Linked DNA regions of Mus musculus: region 2 is linked to region 1. A link is a contact called in public promoter capture Hi-C data. All regions are on one chromosome and are shown on one strand. The core of a region is the stretch at or near the end of the contact, and the rest is flanking DNA. Distances in the headings are between cores, read along the strand shown.

Evidence for each region. Capture Hi-C pulls out chosen DNA fragments and counts their contacts.
Region 2: a contact with region 1 is called in a promoter capture Hi-C map of pancreatic islet. The contact joins the promoter of Myl9 here to the promoter of Dsn1 in region 1. A contact is called at or near these places in 8 of 39 promoter capture datasets (the C10 cell line, embryonic stem cells, hippocampal neurons and 3 more), 3 of 15 datasets of contacts at CTCF or cohesin (CD8 T cells, large pre-B cells and stem cell-derived epiblast-like cells), 21 of 484 Hi-C or Micro-C datasets (B cells, CD4 T cells, CD8 T cells and 13 more), 16 of 115 datasets of contacts at active chromatin or transcription factors (T-cell acute lymphoblastic leukemia, acute myeloid leukemia, bone marrow-derived macrophages and 8 more) and 5 of 9 other capture datasets (adipose tissue, embryonic stem cells, liver and 2 more).

Annotation. Positions count from the first base shown.
Region 1 is chr2:157,002,656-157,008,478 of GRCm38.p6, reverse strand. It overlaps Dsn1 (DSN1 homolog, MIS12 kinetochore complex component), which reads left to right and starts at 1,404. Exons shown (of 11, transcript NM_025853.3): 1 at 1,404-1,504; 2 at 2,606-2,631; 3 at 2,988-3,311; 4 at 5,717-5,790. The coding sequence starts at 2,607.
Region 2 is chr2:156,773,296-156,779,312 of GRCm38.p6, reverse strand. Myl9 (myosin, light polypeptide 9, regulatory) reads right to left here and starts at 3,849. Exons shown (of 4, transcript NM_172118.1): 1 at 3,807-3,849; 2 at 585-794. The coding sequence starts at 768.

The DNA.
Region 1 (5,823 bases), core at 155-2,654:
TGTGGAACAGGGCAAGAATCTGTATGCATCTTATTAACAGAAGGGAGCCACGGAAGACTTCCGAGCAAGGATGTTTACTGGGACTGGATTCCACGAGGCAGTGATCTCAGTGTGTCCCAACATGGCCAGCTCTGGCCGGGAATATTAAGTTCTGTTTTGGGGACATCAACACATGAGGTGCTCCAGGAAGTGATATTCAGGAATAAGAACACACCTCTTCCAGATAGCTGTTGAAACTATTAGACCAGAATGGCAGAGTAGAAACTTCTGGAATACACATTTCTACCTCTTACCAAAAAACTTCCAAGGGACCACAATTACTTCAAAATGGTCAAAATTATCAAAATTATGGTTCAGCTAGCCATCTTCTGCTTTTTTTTTTTTTTTTTTTTTTTTTTTTGGTTTTTTGAGACAGGGTTTCTCTGTATAGCCCTGGCTATCCTGGAACTCACTCTGTAGACCAGGTTGGCCTCGAACTCAGAAATCCACCTGCCTCTGCCTCCCAAGTGCTGGGATTAAAGGAGTGCACCACCACTGCCAGACCCATCTTTTGCTTCTTTGTTTTTTTTGTTTGTTTTTTGTTTGTTTGTTTGAGACAGGGTCTCACTATGTATCCTTGGCTGGCCCGGGTACTAGGCTGGCCTCAAAGACACAGAGATCCTCCTGCCTCTGTCTTCCCAGTACTGGGATTAAAGGCATGCACCACCACAACTGGACCTTTGGAATCTTTCGTACTACTCTCAGTTCACAAGGTTCAGATCTGAAAGGATTCACTTCATTGATGCATGGGGGGCATTCTGATGCCTCTATACCTTGTCCTGAAGAAGACCCTCCCAGGCACGGGACAGTGGAACAGACATGAGCACTGAACATCTAGCGTCAACATAGAAGGGTGGAAGGAGAAAGGAAAGGCTTTCCAGGCAAAAAGCATGCTCGAACAAAGGAACAGAGGCAAGAATTGGCACGGGGTTGTGGCAGTAGGGTTGGCTGTTAACGCTGGCAGGGGGTGTGCTTGAACTTTGCTAGGTACTTAAGGGCCCATGGGAGGGGCCCATGGAGCAGGAAGATAGGCAGGGTACAGACTGAGCTCAGAGCTCCAGTTCTCCCTGGAGAAAGTCACTGTCCAGACTTTTGGAATCAAAGAGATAGAGGGGAAGCCATGGCCTGGAACAGCACCACACCCATAGGTAGGATGTACGGCGGGAAAAGTCAGCAAACTGGTGTTTTGGAGAGGTCAATCCCCAGGCCTGGACGTAGCTGCAGATGTGCTTGATCTGTAGCTGGGTGAAAACGGTAGGACAAGGTGCGCTTGGGCCAGAACGTTAAATCCCGGAGTACGCAGGCGCTCCGCCGGAGGCACGGGTTGCGCGAGCCAGCGCGGAAGGCGGAGGCTGCGCACGCGCAGTTGTTCGGCGGGAGTTTCGTAAGTAGCGGAGGCAGCGGGGAACCCCGAACCGGACTGACGCGGGAGAGGACCTTCTGCGGCGACGCCGAGTTTGCAGAGGTGACCTTGGGCTTACTGGTTCAGGAACGCGGGGAGGGGAGCTGGGCTAGACCGGCGTCACGCTGGGGTTCGGGACCCGGATGTGGTTCTCCCCTGACCCGCCTCTGCCCGGCCCACCGGCCGCTCCCAGCCGCAGGGCCCCGGGGGCTCAGAGACTTTCTCCTGACAGGACGCCTGAAAGAAGGCCACTCCTCGCTCCCGGGCACTGCTGGCGTCCTTGACTCCAGATAGTGGCCTGGGACAGGTCGGAGGGCTGGGGTGGCAGCCGGGGTTACACTGCTGTGCCCCGGGAACCTGGGTCTCCCGAAAGAGTCCCTTACTCAGAGTTGTGGGACCTGTTGTTGATTGGGATAATGACGTCAGAAGGCTGTCACGTGTACAGCCTCAGAAGCGCTTCAATGTCTGTTATCCAAGCTGGAGTCTGTGTGATCACCCACGAGGATTGTGGTGATTTAGATCTTTAGAGTCTTTGTCCTTTCAGTATGGTCCCTCAGCCTCCATTCGCTTTTACCAAGCGTCCTCCACATTCAGCGGTCTTTTGGGAGGGAGACTTAGATGCAAGGTGGCGGGATGGATACTCGACCTTGCCTCTCTGTCTGTTTTCTGTGACAGGTGCTGGAAATGGGGATGTGGTGCGATCTCCAACCAGTTCTATAGAGGAAAGATGTGTGGCCTCCAAATCTGCCAAAGAGAAGTGACTGCGTATTTAAGCAGAGTTAGGGAGGAGGATGACTCTGTTTTATGGGTAGAAGGACAGATGTGGGCAGAGATTAAAAAGTAGGATTTCCAGCCATGGCAAAATCTGGAGAGAGTAAGAAGTGATGCGGGGTTTGTTTGTTTGTTTTCTCGTTTGGAAAACAAAGATCCTAAGACCTTCCACGGAACTGGGGGCTAGTGCCTCACAAAGTGAGGAGCTAAGATAGGTTCTGTAGACCGAGTTCTTGAAGACAGCAGTCAGTGATAGTAATCTTGCTGCTGAGAATCTCGGAGGAGGCAAGTGAGGGCACCTGAAGCATGAGACCTATTATGGGATAGTGAGGCCCCTGTGAGACTGGAGCTCGAACGGATCTCCTCATTTTCCTGTTTTCCTCCTTCATCCAGGATGACGTCAGTGACCAGATCAGAAGGTGAGTTTTACAGTGAAATTCAATGCCTCTTGCTTTGGGAATCAGGCTCCTGAACTATCCCAGAATCCTCCTTGGCTCCTGGTGCCTTTGGAATCACACGTGTGTGGGTTTACAAAAAGGCCTTCTCTAGGTTTCCATCACCAGGGAAATAGGTTTCCCTCCGTCCTCCTTCCCTTCTGCCTAGGCTCCTAGGAAGCTGGTCCTTCAACTGTATACCATCTTATATATTAAAGTTGCTGCAGTTAAAAAGTGGGCGTGTGCATTTTCTGTTGTCACCCTTGGCTTGGATACTTACTGAGGTTTGTATCTGAGGTAGCTTTGATTTTATATTTTGACTTTTCTATAACAAATGCTAGACCAGGAACCCACGATGTCCGAGACTCAGGATCGTCCATTGCAGCCAAGTCTCAAGCCTTTGGAAGCATTGCCTCAATCCTCTGCCTACCAGGAAATGATGACGCAAGGCGTTTCAGAGGAAAAAAACCACCTTGGCTCGAACCCTGGAGAGGGGGAAAGTTGTGGTGCCGACCACCAGGAGGGATCTCAGTTGAGGTCCTTTCATTTGTCCCCTCAAGAACAGTCTATCCGTCCTCAAGACAGAAGGCAGTCCTGGAGACGAGCAAGCATGAAAGAAGTAAACCGGCGGAAGTCATTGGCTCCCTTCCACCCAGGCATCACAGGTGGGATGCTGCGTTCATAAAGCGATGGATGGATTTCTAGCCCATCTAAGAGGCAGCAAGACATGAATGTCAGAGAGTGTAGCAGGTAGACAGCACTTGGCTACGTTTTAGTCCTGCAGCTTTGAACACATCACCTTCTTGTGCCTCAGTTCCTTACCTATAAAATGGAGATGACTCTGTGGGAACATTCTTGTTTATAAATCCCAGTGCCACACACCGAATGCGTGTTCAGTATTAACTGCTGTTTACATATTAGCTGCCATGAACAGAAATCCTGGTTGCTAGTTATTTAACACGTCATCCTATCTAGGATGCTAGGGATTTGAGTTCCCTCTGTGTCTCATCCCTAAGATGGGACAGAAGGCCAGTGGGGTTGATAACCTGCTTGATTCTAGCCTTTTTAACTAGAAATGACTCAGAAGGAAGATGCACATAAAAATACATTAAATGGGGATAGGTTATGTAGTTCAGTGGTGAGGTACGTATCTCTCATGCCCAAGGCCCCACATTTAGTCCCCAAAACTAAAAAAAAAAAGAAACAGTAAAATGGTTTTTAGGGATGCCATATTTGAATGTAATTTGTGACTTTTTTCTAACTTTGTAATCACTTGATATGTCAGGATCAAAGTACAGGATATTAGTGTAGAAAGTCTAGTTTGAGCCTGGGCTTCATGTCCTTTGTATTAAGTCCTCAGTAAGCTGGGGCAATAAGCCCCAGTACTCGCACCCTTGGCAGCTAGCAGACCCTCAAGCGTTAAAGCCATTGGGATTTCTCTTTACGAATCACTGTCCTTTCGGGTGGCTGCATATCTGGAGGGGATCTGAGTTAAAATAGCCAAGTCCAAAACCTGCTCCTGTAGTGTTATGCGCTCTATTGGCCAGCTGTGCCAGGAGAGTGCTGGCTTGTCCATTACTAGCTCTACCTTCACTCCCATTTCAGAGCATCAGATCACCCAGGTAATAAGATGAATAATTTTCCTGGTAATCCCTGGCTACCCGCCAGACTTCCTTGCTTATGGCCAGAAAGACGATCAGCTGAAGGGCAAGAATTCTTAAAGCCAACTTCCTACTATCTGACAATTGTTTTTTAAGTGGATGTCATTGAGAAAAGAGCAGGTCCATCTTCCAGTTGTCTGGGTCGGTCACACGATCATGTAAAGCACCTCCCAGTCCATTCGCGCAAGACCTGCTGTACAACCTTGGGCAAAGAGTCTAAGCAGCCTGTGGGCCATGCCCCAGTGTTAACCATCTGTTAGCAAAACAGAATCCATACCAGGCGTGGCCCTTCTTGCCTGTGATCTCAGCACTTTGGAGTCCAATGCAGGAGGATTGCCAGGAGTTTAAGACCAGCCTGGACTATATTTCAAGACTGTGTTTAAAAAAAAAAGCCCAATTAAATAAAAGATATTTGCCTTAAAATTTTAGTGAGATGTGCCTAGCAGGAAAGAAAAATGTCTGTTATACAGCAGGTGTTGAGCTGGTACTGGCTATTAATGTTAGCTCCCCACAGGCAGCTTGCTACCAACCCTGCTGACATACTTGGGTTTGAAGCATGGCTTCTTCAGCCTGTCTTCAGACAGTCTTACTTTCCTTACTTGATTGAATTTCTTCAATTGTAAAGTGGAACTTATGTTGTTTATATGAAATGGTTTTTACTTTTCAGTGCTGAGGGTCAGATTCAGTCTACGTACAATCAAGGCGAGGTTTCAACCATTGAGCAACAGCCCCAACCCCAGAAAATAGCTCTTTTGGATTATGTATTAAAGCACATTGCCGTGCCTGCTATACAAATGCCTTCTAAGAAAAGGTTTCTCTGTGTAGCCCTGTCCTAGAACTTGCTCTTTAGATAAGGCTGGCCTTGAATTCACAGAGATCCACCTGCCTCTGCCTCTCAAGTGCTGGGATTAAAGGCGTGCACCACCACCATTGGCCTAAATTATTTTTATCTACTTTGGGTTTTTGTTTTTGTTTTTTTTTTTTTTTGTGGTTTTTCGAGACAAGGTTTCTCTGTGTAGCCCTGACTGTCCTGGAACTCACTCTGTAGACCAGGCTGGCCTCAAACTCAGAAATCCGCCTGCCTCTGCCTCCCAAGTGCTGAGAATAAAGGCGTGCGCCACCATGCCCGGCTCTACTTTGTTTTTTAATTGACATTCAAAGCAATAGGTTTCACTACGATATTGTCAACCACTTTGTTAAATAAGATTTTAATGTAATACTTGAAAAGACTTGAAAATTTGGGTACATGAAAGTGTGAACTTCATTCCTCAGTGAGCCTGGAAAAATTAGAATTCTGTTCTTACTCAGAAGGCAGCTTGCCTTAAGCTGGGTTACATGGAGAGGGAGATTTTTCAGTCTTGTTTTGCTGACTAACTTTGATGATCAGTAAACGTGCTGTTCTATGTCAGAGCTCTGCAGGTCCATCAGTGTGAAGTTAGCCCAGAGCCAACGGCTGGGCGCCCTCCTGCTCTCCAGCTTCCAGGTAAGAGTTTCAGGGATCATTAAGTGTTTTCAT
Region 2 (6,017 bases), core at 2,600-5,099, 230 kb after region 1:
GGTCACAGGCAGTCCAGTAGGCATGGAACGATGCCAGGGACTGACAGGGATGGCCAAGCCCAATGGTGTGGCAGCAGTACTAGACTGATCTTATCTGTCATCCCGCCCTGATCCTCTGGCCTCAGGGAAGGCTATGCCAGGAACTGCTGCTGAGGGTGGCTGGCTCTGGCCGGCACATGGGGAGAGGTGCACTCTGGAGGCCTCAGAGTACCCGTCTGAACATTGGCAACTTGGACTTGATCCGTAAGACCCTAACCTTGGAGGTGTCATTGGGGGTATAGAGGAGTGAGTGCTCTGGCCTCCCTTCTAAGCCTCAGTTTTCCCATCCGTACAAACTCAAAATGCTGGCACATTTCTTTAAGATTTACCACACAATCCAATGCACAGATCTGACTTTCCCCGGGAAGTCAGGCTGTCTAGGTTCAAATCCTGAGCTGGTCCTTCTCCTTGCCTCAGTCTTCCTCTCTGTTAAGTGGGCAGACCCGGAGCAGTATAACCTGCCGTGGAGCACTAAGACTCTCATTTCACAGGAAGTGCCCTGTCAGTGCTGAGCACTTCCCTCCCTGAGCACCCGTCCCACTCACCCAGAGAGGCCAGCATGTCGTGCAGGTCCTCCTTATCAATGAAGCCATCTCGGTTCTGATCAATCATGTTGAAGGCCTCCTTAAACTCCTGGATCTGGGACTGGTCAAACATGGCGAAGACATTGGACGTAGCCCTCTGGGGCCTCTTCTTGGTGGTCTTGGCCTTGGCTCTCTTGCTCGACATCTTGCCTTTGGGTGTTGGGGGTTTCCCTACAGGGAGGGGCGGGGGATGATGATGGACAGGGATCATCCCTGCCTTCCCCTGAGGTCTAAAGTTAGGTCTCAGCTTGCTCTTCAGGGCATCCCACAGGTTTGGGCCCCCAGCCACCCAGTTCTTTCTGAGCACAGCCTGTGGGCTGTGATCCTGAGTGCTTCATCTATCTGTCTTCCTCTGGGAAGGGGGGCAACAGAGTAGCCTGCCACAGGAATCAGTTAATTTAGTATCTAGAGAGGCCCTGGAGTGGTGCTGAGCCTAGAAACAATTCATTTTGCTTTGAGTGGGTAAAATAGGATTGGCTTGGTGCCAACCATTAAAGTGCTTTGTCTACTTTATTTCTTCATAGCAATGTGCCCATCTCAATGGCGGGAAGATAGGGCTCTCCTAGGAGGGGTCGGACCCCCCAGCTCTGTACTCTGATAATACCCTCCCCCATCCCTCCCCATCCCTCTCACTCTATGCCCCTGCACCCCTCCCCCATCCCTCTCACTCTATGTCCCTGCACCCCTCCCCCATCCCTCCCCATCCCTCTCACTCCATGCCCCTTCACCCCTCCCCCATCCCTCCCCATCCCTCTCACTCCATGCCCCTTCACCCCTCCCCCATCCCTCCCCACCCCTCTCACTCCATGCCCCTGCACCCCCTATCTCCCCCATCTTCTGCACAGTCTGTGGAACACAGCTGCTCTCCTCAGGGAGCCTGACTGGTCCCTTGTGGTTTCATCCTGTGCCCTCTGTCACTTCCTGTACATCGAAGCTCCCTCAAGTTGAAACTACAGTCCATTTAGACCTGGTGTTTTGGCTTCGGCCGGTCTCTCCCATCCCATTCAAACTCAGACCTTCAGTCGCCTCCTTAAAACCCCTCTCCACATCCCGAGAGTAAACCTCGATGCCCCAGCCTGGCATGAAAGGACCCAGTGTGCTCTCCCAGCTCCTGACTGATCCACTTTGTCTCCTCCTTGACCTCTAGCATTCCACAGCTGTTCCAGGACTTCCTTCCAGCCCCCCCCTTCTGTAGCTGTCCTCAGGCTGAGCTCTAGAGTCCCAGGGGTGCTGTTCTCCACCCTTATCTTGATAACAAACACTTGCGGACTCCCTCATCCTTCACCACTAGGGCAGCCCACAGCAGCAGGCTAGTAGAGGATTCTTCAGTGAAAGGTTTATGAGCTCCACTGTACAGATGGGAAAACTGAGGCCAGGGAAAGAATTCAACCTGATCCCATCATAACTTGTGGGGAAATACATCTCAAAACTTCTGTCTGCTTCCCCTCAGCTAGTCCAGGCCCCAGCACGTCTTCTTCTCTGCCCTGTGCTCTGTAGACCTTGGCCCAGGGCCTATGTCCTTCCTCCTCTATCCCTGCCTCTAATACCCTCTGGGCTGGGGTCATGGTCAGCTCCAGCAAGTCCCAGGGCCACATCTACCTGCAGTCTTGAGACTCTAGCTGTATAAAACCCAGTGAGCCCCACAGCATGCACCAGGCTTTGGGGTTCCTTTGTGTAGTGCTGGGTGGGAATTGGTAAGAACCGGGGGCAGAAATGTTGTCCCTGGAAGCTGTCCCCCATCTCCTGTGGCCCAGGCTGAGATGGCCATCAGCTAGCTTTCTTCCTTTTCCTTTCTTTCTTTCTTTCTTTCTTTCTTTCTTTCTTTCTTTCTTTCTTTCTTTCTTTTCTTTCTTCCTTCCTTCCTTCCTTCCTTCCTTCCTTCCTTCCTTCCTTTCTTTCTTTCTTTCTTTCTTTCTTTCTTTCTTTCCTGTCTGTCTGTCTGTCTGTCTGTTTTGTTTTGTTTTTCTTGTTTTTTCGAGACAGGGTTTCTCTGTATAGCCCTGGCTGTCCTGGAGCTCACTTTGTAGACCAGGCTGGCCTCGAACTCAGAAATCCACCTGCCTCTGCCTCCTGAGTGCTGGGATTAAAGGCGTGCGCCACCATACCCGGCTCTGTTTTGGTTTTTTGAGTCAGGGTTTCTCTGTGTAGCCCTGGTTGTCCTGGAACTCACTCTGTAGACCAGGCTAGCCTCGAACTCAGAAATCCACCTGCCTCTGCCTCCCAAGTGCTGGGATTAAAGGCGTGCACCATCACTGCCCGGTTTGGCCATCAGCTTTCTTAGCCCATCCTGTCTGCAGACCTCTAGGGCAGGCCCAGCTAGGCTCCCCTAGTGTATCCCTGCCCTCTCTACATCCCTGAGAGGCATCCCCCCCACACACACACACACAAAGGGAAGTGAATACCTGTGAGAGGGTTGGGAGCCAGGACACCACGCTAGGCTGGGGCCAGTGGGTGGCAGGTTTGGCTCTTGAAGGGCCAGGCACTTTCTAGACTTGGTTGAGTGACTTAAATTAGGAATAAGCTGTGTCCTTAACTCTGAAGCCATATGCTCCCCTCTCTGGGGTCCTAGACACCAAGGATCAGACAGCTGGAACTTGGCGCGGTCATGGCTAGACCATCCCTCCCTCCTCATTACTAGTCTCCATAGCTGGCTGTGCCAGATACCCTGCTTTCCAACCGGCTCATCAAGCAACCAGGGCGGCTGGAGGGTTGTGAAGAAGCCAAGACCCCCTCATCCCACCGTTCTCTAGTGCACACAGCACTGGAGATAAGGAAGGCATGAGGTGGTTACCATCCCTCCTGGGGTAGGGTTTGCAAAACTGGGTGTGAGCGCTGTGCTTCCGTAGGGCTCAATTTCCTCTGCCACACACAGTTTCTTGGGTCAGGGATGCCCTCAACCCCCTCACTGGCATCTCTACAGGCAGGTAGCCTGGAGTTTCCAGGCTTGGTGTGTTAGGCTCTTTAGCAAAAGGACACTCTGGATCCTTGTTTCCTTGCCCAAAGACCAGTTTTCCGGGGCGCAGAACCACCAGTTGCTCAGTCCCAGGCCAGGGTCCCCTTTAGGACCCAAGCAAGGCAGTAGCCCCAGCCCACACCACTAAGCATGCCACAGCCCTCAGAAGGCCGGGTGAGGTTCAGCCTGACCACCTACTGTAGCTGCCCGGGTGCTGAGTGGGCTCCCACCTGCTGCAGAGAAGAAAAGTCCTCGGCGCTGTTGCGGTGCTTCGAGAGTTGGCTGGCAGCAGCTCCGACCGATGCTCGATGCTCGGAGCTCTGGGGGCGGAGCCGGGGCTGGAGGGTCCGCAGGCCGCCCGGCCTTACAAGGCAGAAGAATGCGCGGGGGTGGGGTGGGGGCGGGGCTGAGGCAGCCAGCCCGGCCTTATTAGGCCTCTGCTTGCAGGCTGAGAAGCTGGGGTGCCCCTGGAATAGCCCCCCTCGACGCAGCCTTTCTCTGGGTCGGCCCAGGCTGGGGCATGGAAGCAGATTGAGGTGTCAAGACTGGCAAGAAGGGCGGAGCCTTCAGCGTTTCCCAGCTCTCCGACCCCCTCTTGTCCCAGAGGCCCCTGCTGTGTCTGGTGGAAGGCTGGCTTTCACCCGGCCAAGTATGGTCCTTTTTTTTCAGGGAGACTCAATCCTCACAACAGCGGCCATCACTCTTTCCCTAGGGCTTTCTGGCATTCAGTTACTTTGTAAATAGCTGCCTGGCTCCGCAATGGGGCAGGCAACTGATCCATCTGCCTAGGGAGCCCTGGGAGCCTGAAACCGCCTACATCCCGGGACAGTTCTGAGCTCGGCTGAAAAGGAGTTAAGGGTGATGCTGGGAAATGGAGCCAGATTGAGAGGAGATGGAGCCAGATGCGGTGGTTCATGCCAGTAATCTCGGCATTTGAGAAGCTGAGGCAGCAGGATTGCCAACATCGAGTATAGTGTAGGTTCCAGGTCAGTCTGAGCTATGGAGCAAGGTTGTCTAAATAAATAGAAGGTAACAGTTTTTATCTGTCCTGGCAACATTAGAGGTAACAGTTGAAACACTTCCGGAACTAGAATTTGGGGAGTAGTTTAGCTTAGCGTAGAGGTCAGAAGTCACAAAGGAAAAGTAATGGATGTCAGTGCAGGAGATTTAGAGAGCGTATGGCACGCTCAAGGACAGGAGAGCAGACAGTAAGTGGGGGAGATGCTGGTTGGGCTTATGGGGCAGTGGGAAACTGGGCGACAAGGGGAGGGGTTCTGGAAACACTTCAGTGCTTCAGCCAATAGGACTTGAAAACGGACCAGACTGGAATGAGAAGAAAGTTGGCTCCAAGAATTCAATTCTTTTAAAAATTCTATTTATTCGTGATGAGAGTTGGTGTGGAAGTCAGTGGACTGTTGCAGGCCTGCCTGGCCACATACGAACAGCAAGTGCCATTACCAAGGAGCCTCTCTCACGCCCCAGCTCAGGATTTCAGTGGGGCAGCTGGAGAGAGTGCTGCCATTTTCTTAGTTGGGCAGCGTGGGCGTAGGCGGAGCAGATTTGGGAGAGATCCATTTTGTCTTGGATTTATTCATTTTTGGAAACTTTCTTTTGAGATAATTTCAAGCATACTAAGGTTCTAAGACTCGTATAGAAAACTGACTTCCTTGAGAGTCTCCAGTTGACCTTTGGCTCCTCACTCTTCCCTGTGGGAATATGCACATTGCCCAACACTTGATAGTGAATAAGATTTTAGTATATCCTAAAAGGAGGACTCTTTTACATATTGATAGTATATTATCAAAATCATAAGATTTAACATTGATTTAGGCTTTTAATTTATGACCTATATTCCAATTGTGCCAGATGTCTCAGTAATATCCTGTATGGAAATTTGTTCTGGTCCAGGTTGTGTGTGATGGGTGAGGTGCAGGTGCCATGGGCATCATTCTATGGAGCTTGAAGATGATGTCATGTAGCTGGAGGGTGATGTCATGGAGCTGGAGAATGTTGCCATGGAGCTGGAAGATGTTGTCATGGAGCTGGTTGTGGTGGATTGAATATGCTTGCTCAGGGAGTAGCACTATTAGGAGGTGTGGTCTTGTTGGAGTAGGTGTGGCCTTGTTAGAGGAAGTGTGTCACTGTGGGGGTGGGTTTTGAGACCCTCATCCTAGCTGCCTGGAAGCCAGTCTTCTGTCTGCCTTTGGATGAAGTTGTAGAACTCTCAATTCTTCCAGCACCATGGCTGCTTCCTGTCATGATGATAAAGGACTGAACCTCAGAACCAGTAAGCCAGGGCCAATGAAATGTTATCCTTTAGCAGAGCAGTAGTGGCACACGCCTTTAATCCCAGCACTCGGGAGGCAGAGGCAGGTAAATTTCTTTTTTTTTCTTTCTTTATTTTTATTTTTATTTTTATTTTTGCAGGTGGATTTCTGAGT